Regions from separate parts of the Pan troglodytes genome. Here region 2 is linked to region 1. The links are chromatin contacts, called in public HiChIP or PLAC-seq maps. All regions are on one chromosome and are shown on one strand. Each heading gives the region's core, a stretch centred on a gene start, on an enhancer-like site or on the middle of the called end of the contact. The rest is flanking DNA. Distances are from core to core; before and after follow the strand shown.

Region 1 (7,026 bases), core at 1,396-3,895:
CTACAGGCAGAGTTGATGGTGCCCACAGAAAGACTCTGGGCAGAGAGTTAACTGGAGGAACAGCCTCTGCTGTCGGAAAAGTCTAGTCTACTATTTTCTAGCTGATTGGAAAATACAATAATGTATTTGTCTGGCCTCTGCTTTATTTCAATGCAGCACCTTATATTTGCTTCTTGCACTTGGCCCTGTCCTTTCTCTTTGGCCAAACACAGTTTAGGCCACAGTTACCTCCCAACCAGGCTGCATGGGCTTCCCAACCTTCCTGCTCCCTCTAGTCTTAGGCACTGGCCTCACACATTGTTGCCCTAGTTACCTTTCGAGGCCCTAATCACTTCCTTCAAAAACCATCAACATGGCTAAGCATAGTGGCTCATGGCTGTAATCCCAGCACTTTGGGAGGCCGATGCAGGCAGATCACTTGAGGTCAAGAGTTACAAACCAGCCTGACCAACATGGTGAAACACTATCTCTACTAAAAATACAAAAATTAGATGGGCATGGTGGCGGCGCCTGTAATCCCAGCTACTGGGGAGGCTGAGGCAAGAGAATCACTTGAACCCAGGAGGCGGAAGTTGCAGTGAGCCGAGATTGCCCCTGCGCCACTGCACCCTAGCCTGGGCAACAGAGTGAGATTCTGTCTCAAAAAAAAAAAAAAAATCAAGATGGTTCATGCCCCCTCAACCATAGGTACCCTACCTTTACCAACCTGGCCGGTGACCACGCCAGAGGAGGTCTTTTCTGTTTCTTCTTGAGTGTTGCAACTCCAGCAAGATGTCAACATCTGCTGCATGTGCCCGCTGGTGGTGGTGTGGAAGTGGGGAGCTCCAGGTCCATGAAGGAGGGTGACGTGGATCTTCCAATTCCAGATCAGGATCCCCAAATTTGTTACTAACCTGTGAATTATTAAGCACATCTCACAAGGGTGAGCATGACCTTTTCCCTGGACACAACAGAATTAGCCTAGTGGTGAAGAAAAAAAAATCTGGCCGGGTGTAGTGGCTCACGCCTGTAACCCCAGCACTTTGGGAGGCCGAGGCGGGCGATCACTTGAGGTCAGGAGTTCGAGACCAGTCTGGCCAACATGGTGAAACCCCGTCGCTACTAAAAATACAAAAATTAGCCGGACGTGGTGGCTCATGCCTGTTGTCCCAGCTACTCAGGAGGCTGAGGTAGGAGAGTCGCTTGAACCTAGGAAGTGGAGCTTGCAGTGAGCCTAGATTGTGCCACTGTACTCCAGCCTGGGCAACAGAGCAAGACTCTGTCTCAAAAAAAAAAATTTAGGCCAGGCACGGTGGCTCACACCTGTAATCCCAGGACTTTGGGAGGCCGAGACGGGTGGATCACGAGGTCAGGAGATGGAGACCATCCTGGCTAACACGGTGAAACCCTGTCTCTACTAAAAATTACAAAAAATTAGCCGGGCGTGGTGGTGGGTGCCTGTAGTCCCAGCTACTCGGGAGGCTGAGGCAAGAGAATGGCGTGAACCCGGGAGGCGGAGCTTGCAATGAGCCAAGATGGCGCCACTGCACTCCAGCCTGGGCGACAGAGCAAGACTCCGTCTCAAAAAAAAAAAATTTAAACAAAAAAAAATCTTTTGGCATTTTTTTTCCTTCTCCCTTTAGGGACAAAGGATCCCTTCTCATGATTATCCTAAGATCTAAGGTTATTCTCTTTGCCTCCCAGGGTGGATGGTGGCAGATGCCCTTGCATTTACTTGATTGCAGACTCCTCTTTGATAAAGGCCTTTGATAAAGGCCTCATTCCGCCAGTTTATCTTGCCACCTCAATGAATCGCTAGCTGTGAGTCAGGAATCCCTACACAATCCATTTAAATGACTGTGGCAGGGCCTCTTCCCCTGTGGAAGCTGAAGGTGTGGGCACGTCCATCTCCGATGAAATGCGAATGGGGCTCTGGGCACGCGGCGGAAGGCAGAGAACTCAAGAGGCAGAGAAAGAAGCTAATAACTAATTACACCGACTCCACAATTACGACTAACGTTGGGGGCGAACTCTTTGCTAAATAAACAGGTGAAACAAAGCTTCCATTTCCAATCGGCCTAACTCTGGTATTAGCGTTGGCAGGGGCCATGCAGGAGGGGCAGTGAGCAGTGGTGGCCGCGTTGCCGACAGAGGGTGAGGGAGCTGGGCGCGTGGTGTGGGCGCCGAGGTCGCGAGCCGAAGAGCTTTAAACCTCTCAAAACACAGAACTATCAATCAAGTAGGACCAGACTGTGCCCCCAGGGAAGGTCGCAGATTTAAGGCTGCGAGGACAAGGGCAAAGAAGTGCGAAGCGTTCGGGTGGACATTCAGGCCGGCCCAGCGCAGACGCCTGAGACGGGTGCCCAGCAGCCCCCGCAGGTCTCCGCCGCGCCCCCGCCACAGCGCCCAGGCGCCCGCAGGGCACAGGGATCGGCACCAGCCGGTGACGGGCCCTTCACGCTGCTGCCTGTGATTGGTGGTCCTGATCCGGGGCGTGGCCCCAAGGGAAGCACTTAGCCCTACTGGGGATGCGCGCGCAGACCCACGGCCTCTGCTCCGCCCCCAGCTCGCCTGTAATTGGCGCACTCGGTCCAAGGGGCGGGTGTTCAGGCGCGGGTGCGCGCGCAGCTGCCGTGGCCCTGCCTGGTGCACCCGCTGTCACCGCCATGGCTGCCCCGTGTTTGCTGCGGCAAGGACGAGCCGGGGCGCTGAAGGTAAAGGAGGAGCCGGCCTGGGCTGGCTGCGCGGCCCGGAGCCTACGTAGGGGATGGGGTGAGGGGGCGCGGTGCTGGTCAGGTCCGGGCCTGTCCGCGACCTCTAGCCGTCCTAGTTGGGCCGCTGACCCCGCTCCCTGGGCCCAGGACTGACGGCCACGGGGCCAGGCCGGGTGTGGCCAGCGAGCGTCCCGCGGTTCCCCCGAGCCGGTCCGCCGCCGCCGCTGCCCGAGGCCCAGGCCGAGGCTGGCGTGCCCCGTGCCGACGGGCGCTCCTGGCGGCAGACACGGGTGGACGTTCCCAGGTGATGCTGCCGCGCCGCTGGGGTCAGCCGCTGTGCGGCTCCCGCACGGCTTCTCTGAAGGACAGTGACTTCTCCATTTAGCCAAGAGAGGAAATGAGGGAACTTTCAGGGACCTGGTTAACTTGGTAACTTACAGCCGTTGAGAAGCCAGCTGACATGACCTGACGTGTGAAAAGGGGAAGAAGGGCTTTCTTTTCTGCAAATAAAAAGCTAAGGCCAAGGCCGGGCGCGGGCACTTTGGGATTTTGCCTGTAATCCCAGTACTTTGGAAGGCCGAGCCAGGCGGATCGCTTGAGTTCAGGAGTTCGAGACTAGCCTGGCCAACATGTCGAAACCCTGTCTCTAAAAAATACAAAAAATTAGTCTGGCGTGGTGGTGCATTCCTGTAATCCCAGCTACTCGGGAGGCTGAGGTGGGAGGATCCCATGAACCCGGGACGCGGAGGTTGCAGTGAGCCGAGATCATACCACTGCACTCCAGCCTGGGGGACAGAATAAATAAATAAATAAAATAAGGCTAAGGCCACTTCACTCTCTTACAAATTTTAAAATGGCTGTTATTACAAAAGCAGTAACTATTCCCTGCAGAATATATATGTGTGTGTGTATATATATATAAATATATATTATATATTATATATTACATATAATATATATTATATGTAATATATAATATATAAATATGTATTATATATTTATATATTATATATAAATATATTATATATTTATATATTTATATATTATATATATTTATATATAATATATAATATATATTTTATATATATATATTTTTTTGAGACAGAGCCTCACTCTGTCGCCCAGGCCCAGGCTGGAGTGCAATGGCACCATCTCAACTCCCTGCAACTTCTGCCCCCTGGGATTAAGCGACTCTCGTGCCTCAGCCTGCAGAATAATTTAAAAGTACAGATAGGGAAATTCATTGACAGTCTACCATTACTCCTTCAAGCATCTAGTTCCTAACGATTTCTATCAACTTTTATATGTTCACATAAGCACATGTACTCATGCTTACAATCATGAACATACACGTTTTCATGTTTATATGTGCACATACAGGCACCTCTGTTCCGTATCCAGCATCTAGAACATTGTACTGTCTAGCACTTAATAGGCCTTAGTGAGTATATGCTGAGTGAGTTGGCATAATATAAAATATCACATTTATATTATAGACACTTTTGAAGCAGTTTTTATATACCTACATCATTTTAGTGGCCAGATAGTATTTCTTCTACTCTATTTTCTAAGGATAAGAAAACATTTTACAGAAAGAAACATAGGGCCTGGCAGATGGCTCACGCCTGTAATCCCAGCACTTTGGGAGGCCAAGACAGGCGGATCATTTGAGGTCAGGCATTCGAGACCAACATGGTGAAACCCCGTCTCTACTAAAAATACAAAAAGAGCCAGGCGCGGTAGCTCACACCTGTAATCCCAGTACTTTGAGAAGCCGAGGTGGGTGGATCACCTGAGGCCAGGATTCGAGACCAACCTGATCAACATGGTGAAACCCCGTCTCTACTAAATACAAAAACTTGTCCAGGCATGGTGGTGCGTGCCTGTAATCCCAGCTACTTGGGTGGCTGAGACAGGAGAATCGCTTGAACCCACGAGGCGGAGATTGTAGTGAGCCGAGGTTGCGCCACCGTGCTCCAGCCAGGGTGACAGAGCAAGACTCCGTCTCAAAAAACAAAATACAAAAACATTAGCCAGGTGTGGTGGTGCACACCTGTAATTCCAGCTACTTGGGAGGCTGAGGCAAGAGAATCGCTGGAACCCAGGAGGCGGAGGTTGCAGTGAGCCAAGATTGAGCCACTGCACTCCAGCCTGGGAGTCAGAGTGAGACCCTGTCTCCAAAAAAAAAAAAAAGAAAGAAAAAAGAAGAAACGTAGTATTTTGTAGGTTAATAAATAATTGGAGACGACAAAAAAAAATACACTGGAGAACGTCTGGTTGAAGTTTTATTAAACCAAATATTAATAGTGATTGTCCTTGAACTCGGGTGTTTTCTTCTTGCAGCCTTTTTGTATTTTAAAAAATGTCCATAATATACATACATTATGAAAACTGTAATAACCATTAGAAGTATATACCATGTGAATGTTTTGCACTTACATGTAGTGGTAATATGTAATATTCATATGCATGGTACCTACATGCACACAATCCCAGCACTTTGGTTGTTTTTTTTTTTTTTTCTGAGACAGTCTCACTCTGTTGCCCAGGCTGGAGTGCAGTGGCGCGATCTCAGCTCACTGCAACCTCCACCTCCTGAGTCTAAGCAATTCTCCTGCCTCAGCCTCTGCAGTACCTGGAACTACAGGCATGCACCACTGTGCCTGGCTAAATTTTTTTTTTTTTTTTTGAGACAGAGTCTTGCTCTGTCGCTCAGGCTAGAGTGCAGTGGCACGATCTTGGCTCACTGCAAGCTTCACCTCCTGGGTTCACGCCATTCTCCTGCCTCAGCCTCCCAAGTAGCTGGGACTACAGGCACCCGCCACCATGCCTGGCTAATTTTTTGTATTTTTAGTAGAGAGGGGGTTTCACCGTGTTAGCCAGGATAGTCTCGATCTCCTGACCTCATGATCCACACGCCTCGGCCTCCCAAAGTGCTAGGATTACAGTCGCACCGCGCCCAGCCTTTTTTTTGTATTTTTAGTAGAGACGGGGTTGGCCAGGCTGGTCTCAGAACTCCTGACCTCAAGTGATCCGCCCACCTCAGCCTCCCAAAGTGCTGGGATTATAGGCGTAAGCCACCGCACCTGACCAATCCCAGCACTTCAGGAGGCCGGGGCTTCAGGATCTCTTGAGGCCAGGAGTTTGAGACCAACCTGGGCCACATAGCCAGATCTCATCTCTATAAAAAATAAAAAATATTAGCCAGGCATGGTAGTATGTGCCTGTAGTCCTAGCTATGTCAGAGTATCGCTTGGACCCAGGAGTTGAAGGCTGCAGTGAGCCATGATTGTGCCACTGCACTCCAGCCCGGACGACTGAGAGAGACCCCTGACTCAAAAAATATATATATATATATTCATATATAGTACTAGCTATTATAACGGCATTACTCTAAACATCCATATTCATTAATTCTTTTGTCAGACTATGCTCCAGGAAGCCCAGGTGTTTCGAGGACTTGCTTCTACGGTTTCTTTGTCTGCGGAATCAGGGAAGAGTGAAAAGGGTCAGCCACAGAATTCCAAGAAGCAAAGTCCACCAAAAAGTAAGATTTTGCTGGTAGTCATAAGGGAAAGAGAATGCAAAAAGAAAATAGATTAGTCAGCCTTCAAAGCACAACAATGAGTTTTACTAGCTACGTAATTTATGCTTCTTCTTTTTCAGCAGTGTCCAGATTATACAAGACACAAGATCTATAACAGATTTTAGACCAAACATTTCAGTCATGTCGTAGTCTTTGACTCAATATTTAGCCCTGAAATGGTTTTTCCTGTATTTTCTAAATGCCAAACCCCAACCTGAAGTGAGTGATGCCTTGATAAAGGCTCTGTGGCATTTAGATGGCCCCGGCACAGTGAGCTTGCCAGAAAGCCACCTTACTTTCCATCCTCTGATGCTGAGTTGTTTTGTTTTGTTTTGTTTCAGTCTCTTTGAGACCCATCTGTGGTTTTCCAGGCATTGCTTAATCCCAGTCCAGGACTAGCTGGGACTACAGGCACGTGCCACCACATCTGGCTAATTTTTTGTATTTTTAGTAGAGACAGAGTTTCACAATGTTAGCCAGGATGGTCTCAATCTCCTGACCTTGTTATCCACCCGCCTCGGCCTCCCAAAGTGTTGGGATTACAGGCGTGAGCCACTGCGCCCGGCCTAAATCTTTAATTCTTTTTTTTTTTTTTTTTTTTTTGAGATGGAGTCCTGCTCTGTCGCCCCGGCTGGAGTGCAATGGCGCAATCTCGGCTCACTGCAACCTCCGCCTCCTGGGTTCACGCCATTCTCCTGCCTCAGCCTCCTGAGTAGCTGGGACTACAGGCGCCCACCACCATGCCCA
Region 2 (7,026 bases), core at 3,139-5,638, 210 kb after region 1:
ACGCATAATAGCTACTCAACAGCTCAGAGGCTGCACATTTAGACTTCAAGGGTGGGTTGGAAGGAGTTCCCCAGCCCTCCATCTGGAAAGACTTGGGCATCGATTTTCAAATTTCAAATGTTCTCATCAACGTGGGCACAAGTTTTCTGCTCCGATTAGAGGTGCCTTCTCCCTTTAATCCGTAAGTGATCCTTTATAGTGTACCAACCTTTGCCTTTTCTTCAATTAACCAAAAATAAAACTATCAAAAATCACAACTTTTGATTGAACTGAACTCAGAGCGGATCTAAGCCCAAGATAACAGGCACTCCTCAATTAACCAAACAGACCCGCTAAGAGCAATTTACGGCCCATTTTCTACCTTTCAGCTTAATTTTTCATGTTTCCATGACGTGATGCGACTCGCTGTTTCCTCAGCTAGGGATGTGAAAGTGAGGACGCAGCCAGAGAAGCTCGAGCAGCATGATGGGCCTGGTGACAATCACGCTAGCTTGGAAGGTGGCTCCATCACCTCTACTGTCTGGAGACAGCAAAGAGCAGAAAGCCCACTCCGTGTCCACTGGTGCCTGGAGGAGGCTAACCCAAGGCTGGCACGGCCACCCCCTCTGGACCCATGTCTATCAGAGGGGGTAGGGAAGATGGCAGGGCAGCAAATATCAGGCACAGCCAACACACAAACATCAAAAACTGATTTTTAAAGTTTCTCTAATGATAAAAACAAGGAGTGGTGGTCTCAGACCTTCCACTGGAAGTGGAATCACCTGCCTCACTATTATTTAAATAAAAGAACACACTTATGAACACAAATGGAAAATACAACTACGAGAGAAAAAATGACTTGCTTAATATGTAGAAATTAACTGTCATTGAAAAGAACATGAAGTTTTTATAATTTACATGAAAAAAAAGGCAAACAAACCTGGCTAAACGTCGGTTTATTGTGCAACCGAGAGCACCTGTCTCCATGACGACATGCTCCAATTTTGAAATAAAATGAACAGTTGACTCTGTAAGGGAAAATGAGAGCTGATTATTTTGCTGGGAAGATATCAAACACATGGAAATATGTCAGCAGCATGACATACACTATCAAATTACTTTTAACCTCACAGAAACATGACACAGACTTTTTTCCGTGATATTAAGCACCTCCTCTTCCTTGCTGTATTTTAGGACAACGTAACTTCAACTTCCCTTTCTGCAAACACACTACTTGTTCAGCAAAGACGGTTCTAACTCTAACCCGCCTCCTCCTCATTCAAATCCCCTCCACTTTCCCAACTGCACAGCTGTTCTGTTTGTTTCTTAAATGGAGTATTAAATTAGTCTAAAACTAAATGTAACTTAGGCAGTATCTGTTCTCCAGTTCTCCACGACCAAGTTCTCTCTTGAAAACACCGGTGTGGTGAGGGTTAAGATCCCAACTCTGCTACCAGCTGCTTGGGCTTGGGCAAGTCACCCTAGCTCTCAGATGTCATCTGTAAATGATGACAATGCCAATGTGGCACTGTTCTGAGAGTCAGACAGAACGTATGTGTGCTTCACATATGGTGCTCATGAAGTGCTATCATTATCTAAGGAAAACAGAAAACGAAGTTCAGAGTCTCTCTAAACGCCTGACACCAGACCAACAGGGAGTTTCAAAAAATAGGTCTGAAGTAAATCAATTCTCCTGGTCTCAATACACTGAAAACAAACTATTAGGGGACTGACCGAACCCACCTTAGGAACCACCTTACGTCACCTTCTGTCTCTACTGCAAAACCCTCCCTTAATACTGTTCAAATACGCTGACAATCCAGATCCATATCCAATGGAACCAGCAATCATGCCTGTGTGCCAGCAATGTCAGGGAGGGAAGCCGATCTCTGATGAATTAGGACATCTTACCGGACAGACTTTGTTCAAAATTCAATTTTTTTTTTTTAACCAAGTGCCATTATGTTTTAAACAGTCAATCCAGAGTTAAGATTGAAGGGCCTCAACCTCAGTGAAATCTGATGGACCATGAAGACTGACTAGCCACTGATTTATTATCAGGTAGCAATAAAGACGGGAAAGTCCAAATTTATCAGGAGAGGAAAGTGACTATATATTTGCAAACTTACAGGTCTTGAGATTATTTAACTTGATTAGACAATAGCATATCTTTAGGAAGTCATCTAAAAATAAAGAAAGCTTATTTAAAAACTACCTCAGAATGGGCAAGCCCTGGGCCTCAACAATTAATATCCAATTATTCCACACAATTAAACCACAGACAAGCTATTAGGATATCCCTGAATCTAGAAAACATCTATAACTTCAAACATATAATAAGCTAAACATTTTTTAATTGGTAGAGATCTATATTTTATTCTTAGCTTAAATAATAATTAAAGTTAATATGAACCATCCGCTTCATTTTTTAGGAGTTGATCCTGTTTCCTGGAAGCTAAAACCCCACGTCTCCCTGAAAAGAAAACACAAGTAACCTAGATTAAATAATCAACTTTCCTGAATTAAAACCATGACCTTTATAGTATAGCCCAATAGATTGAAATGTGGTTGCTTATAGCAGAAATATAGGGAGATAGACTTTTACAAGACAGAAGTCATGCCACATGCAAATATGAAAAGGCGAAATTAATGATGCCCCGATCCTACATGTGTTAGTTCTTCACCCTAAACTCAGAAGAGCCTCTTGTTCCGATAGAGCTGGTCTATTCATTCGCCAAGATCATACCGTGAGTTCCTTAAGGATAATATCCAAATTTTACCCATGTTTAAGTCTCCAGAAACTGACCTATAGTTGACCCCCACTAAATGTTTCTGGAGTGACTATAACTGGTAGATTTTGGCTTAAAATTTTGCTAGAAATATAGCCTCCTCATCCAAACAACACAGGAGATTCTACCATGTGTGAAGAGGACATTTTACAAGATAGACTCCATCCTGGAAAAGAGAAACATTTTAAATAGCGTTTGAAAAAAGTGGCATTAAAAACATCTATGACAAACTTAGGGGTTTATCACTGAAAACATAAAGTCATGTTAACTTTGTATGGCACTGAAGAATGCCAAGATAACTAAAGAGTAGATTAAGCCAGATGCTGAGTCTTTAGGTTTTCAAAGTAAGAATTATCCTTCAAACGTCTGAAAACATTCCATTTAGTCTAAACTACAGCCAACTCACTGGAAATTAGTACGTGCCAAGGTGGCAATTAAAGCTGAAATTAAATGTTTTGCTTTTAACCTAACGATTGATTAGGGAAGGCATGCAACCTTAAGGAAAAAATCAAAACATCTTTTTCCTTATATCAGAATTGTGTCTTCAAGAACAGTCACCGACTTACAAATTTTCAACTTAGATGATGGGTTTATCGGGGTATTAAAGGCATTTTCGATTCATGATGGGTTTATCGGAACGCAATCCCATGGTAAATCGAGGAGCACCTGTATGTTAAGAGCGGATCACGTCTCTTGTGGTTAGATAGTTAATCCAGTAGTCTCCACCATACTTTTTCTTGTCATATCTCCTTACTGCCGGCCCAGTGGTCGCTTAAACAGGCAAGAGGCTGGCTAAGTGGATAAAACACCAACGCTTAGGACCCTAAGTTAGATAAGCGACTGAATACTGGCGAGGCTGGTACCAGAGCTTGCTCGACAGGACATTCACAGCCGAAAGTTGGAGCAAACGTGTCCACGTCCAAAAGGCCCGGATGCTCCAGGCAACTTTCAGCGCGGCTCGAGGCGGCTTCCGGGAGCCGGCGACTCGGAGGCCCGGACGTCGGGCGATCAGCCAGTCCAGACCCCAAGGCCGGAGAAAGCTCGGCCGCGGCGCCCCGAAAAGAGGCCCCATTCATTCTCCCCGCTCCATTTTTCCGCCGCGCGGCCCACGAGGCGGCGGCTCCGGAGGGCGCGCAAGGGGCCGGAAGGGCCACCGCTCCTTCCCGCCGCGGGCCCCTCCCCCGCCGCCGCCGCGCCGGCCCGCCTGGGCCTCCCCGGTCGCCCTCCCACCGCCTCAACCACCCTGCGCCCCGATCGCGCCCAACCCCCGGCGGGGGGCTCCCACTCACTTGTCTTTCTCGGTGCCGAAGATGGAGGCCAGATACTCCGCCATTTCCCACCCGCCGCCGCCGCTGCCGTCGACACTGCTGCCGACGCCGCCGACCCTGCCGACGCCCGCGGGAGACGTCACCCGGACGCGACGACGCTCTTCCCCGCCCCGACGTGGCAGCGCTACCCAGTCAGGCGAGGTGCTGCCTGCGCGTGGGCGGGACGCATGCGCGTAGGGAGCACGTAGTGCGCGTGGGAGGCTCCGCCTTTTCGGTCCTGGGAACCCGCGCCCCCTGCCGGTGCCTTCCCAGCCCGGCCCTAGCTCTCTCGCCTTCTCGCCCGCCCGGCGCTGTCCCTGCTGGATCCTGCGCGCCGGGGACTGGGGGCTGGCAGTGCAGACCGAACCCGGGGCCGAGGGGCTTCTCCACAGAGCCGCCTGGGGCTCGGTGGGGGGCGCTCAGCTCGACCCCAGCTAAGGGAGCACTAGGAAGTGCGGGCGTCCCCTTCCCTGCACCCTTGCGGGGCGGGAACCGTCGACCTAGAAGAAAAAAAAAGCTGAGGCAAACTTGATATAAGTAGAGAGGTTATTTGGGCCAAGTTTGAAGATTGCAACCCGGGAGCATAGCTTCAAGCTGCCCTGAACATAGGATTTGCAACAGTGACAAGTGGGTTTATAAAGCTTAAGAGGGGGGCAGTTCTTAAATAGCTCACCAAGAATTTACATGAAAATAACAAGCTATTAATTGGCTGTACGTTGTTCTTTATATCATAATTCCAGGAAAGGAAGTTCATGGGTGAAGGCAGCGGGTCCGGAGCAATAGTGCCTTTAAACAATTGCCAGGCATGGGTGGGGACCGCTGAAGCCCCATAGACCTGTCTCTCCGGGCCGGATTAACCTCGCACGCCTCACATAGCTCGGACGCTCTGTGTTGTTTTTCTTTTCTCTCACCCCTCTCCGCTTTACCCTCCCTCGGCGCTTGCCAGGTGCGACCTCCCCGGGGCCCTGCAGTCTTGCAGTTGCCTGGCCAAGGCCACCCACAGGTGGAGCTGGAAGGCCAGTGACCTGCCTCTGGGATACCCTTTCAGTCTCCTCATGTCACAAGGCTGGAACCATTCCGTGGGAAGGGTTCTATTCCTCTCTCCTGCGTTTTAACCCCATCAAGCAGCCATTTTCATCTGGTTTCCCACATTCATCAACTCACCTGCGATTTACCTAATTTCCAACGCAACTATCAACTCTGATTAGGTAGAAGTCAGAGAGACAGGGCCTATTTTACTTACCTCCTCCACAAGATGAGCCCCAGACTGTGGGGCAGGACCATGGGATCCTCTTAGCTCGGCTAGAGCTGAATGCTGAGCTCTAGTGTTTGGGCGGATTTGCGTGTTAGAATTGCATTTCTCTTGGCAACAGAGCATCTTCCTACCTGGGAAAGATGAGCAAACTGGAAACCTGTATTAGAAACAGTAGGGCCTCGGAGGTTTAAACCAAAAAGTATCTTGAGACAGGGCTCAATCAGTTTAGAAGTTTATTTTGCCAAGGTTAAGGACAATGCCTGGGAGGAAAAAAAACACGGTATCACAGAAACAGTCTGTGGTCTGTGCTTTTCTCCAAAGATGACTTTGAGGGCTTCAGTATTTAAAGGGGAAAAGTGGGCTGGAGGGGAAAGCGGAACAGTGTGGTAATCCACACGTTGCAAGAGAAAAGCAGCAGGCCGGGAACAGTCGACTGTGTACAGCTCACTCCTCAGCAAATCAGCACTTTACATAAGAGAAGCGGATGTTGAACCTTCTATCTGTAGCCGTCTGCTTAGGAACGAAAGGAAAGGCAGCTGCTTACATGACTCAGCTTTCAGCTCATTCTTTTCCTTTTGACAGAGTGAACTGGGGTCCTGACTTTTGTGTTCCTTTCGCAGAGGTGAGGCCAGAGAAGTGACAAGACAGATGCCAGTCCAGCAGGTGGGCATGTCCAGAAAGTGCAGCCTCAGGACACGGTCTGGGAACAAAGACTGCTGGAGAGTTGGAAGCTGGCAAGAGGCTCTCAGCTGTGAAGTACCTGGGGTGGGGGAGAAGTGGTCGGAGAAAGCAGAGGTAAGGTCTGTGCGTGGGAACTGAACTGAAATCCACAGCTCTATTACAAGGAATTAATCTGGTTACTAGAACCAGGGTAGATGATCAGACCAGGGCCACCAGTACCATCCACCCATTTTTCCTGAGAAAAGAAAAATAGGGCAGTCTGAGCTCTGTGAGGTGTGCAGAATGATCAGGCCCAGAGAGGCCGGAGTGTGGGACTTCATTCAGCGCCTCTTCCACCATAGAAGCAACTGTCCAGGGCAATTGTTTGATGGAATTTTTCTCCTGACAGGCTGCCTCACCCATTATCTTCTTGTTCACATGGAATTAGTGATGCTAAGAACGATGCATAGCCAATCAGCACCTTCTGTTATTTTAATGCAAATTCTTGCTAACAACTTAGGGACTGCCTCTTCCTTTTCCTTAAAACCCCACTGTAACTGCTGCTAATGGGAACATATGTTCAGGGCAACCTAGGGGCATGTGCCCAGGGAGCCATCCTCAAGCTTTGGGCTCAAATAAACTCTATACTTAATCATATTTCCTGAATTTCATTATTTGAGGTTGACATTTTGGCAACCCAGATAGGACCTGAAGCAGGCCTTCAGGGATTGCCACTAAGTAGTGGCATCAATAGTTGGAGCCTTGGTACCAGCACAAACGACTGTTGTTTACTCGACCTCACTGGTGCTGGTAGGGGTCTCTGGTAAGGCCAGTCTTGGGATCTGAATCCTCCCAGCTTAGTCGAAGATTGAGACTTACACACTAATAATTTGATAGGGTTAGAACTGAAGCTCCACTGAAAGGTAGGAGTTTCCATTTTTATTCTCTAGAGATTCTGTTGACTGCAGATTTGTGATTTTCACTTCTGTCTGAGGTTTTGCTTGTCTTTTTACAGTTTGCAGCCTTTTCTCTCATT

The links. HiChIP or PLAC-seq counts read pairs in DNA pulled down with a chosen protein or histone mark.
Region 2: an H3K4me3 HiChIP or PLAC-seq map of stem cell-derived excitatory neurons shows a contact between it and region 1, with 4 times the contacts expected there. The contact joins the promoter of CRYAA here to the promoter of NDUFV3 in region 1. A contact is called at or near these places in 1 of 7 Hi-C or Micro-C datasets (stem cell-derived neural progenitor cells) and 1 of 1 datasets of contacts at active chromatin or transcription factors (stem cell-derived excitatory neurons).

Annotation. Positions count from the first base shown.
Region 1 is chr22:43,543,043-43,550,068 of NHGRI_mPanTro3-v2.0_pri, forward strand. It overlaps NDUFV3 (NADH:ubiquinone oxidoreductase subunit V3), which reads left to right and starts at 2,646. Exons shown (of 3, transcript NM_001071813.1): 1 at 2,646-2,693; 2 at 6,120-6,240. The coding sequence starts at 2,646. It overlaps WDR4 (WD repeat domain 4), which reads right to left and starts at 727. Exons shown (of 11, transcript XM_054675082.2): 1 at 707-727.
Region 2 is chr22:43,750,673-43,757,698 of NHGRI_mPanTro3-v2.0_pri, forward strand. CRYAA (crystallin alpha A) reads left to right here and starts at 4,389. Exons shown (of 7, transcript XM_063803499.1): 1 at 4,389-4,702; 2 at 5,951-6,125. U2AF1 (U2 small nuclear RNA auxiliary factor 1) reads right to left here and starts at 4,305. Exons shown (of 9, transcript XM_063803497.1): 1 at 4,058-4,305; 2 at 920-1,007.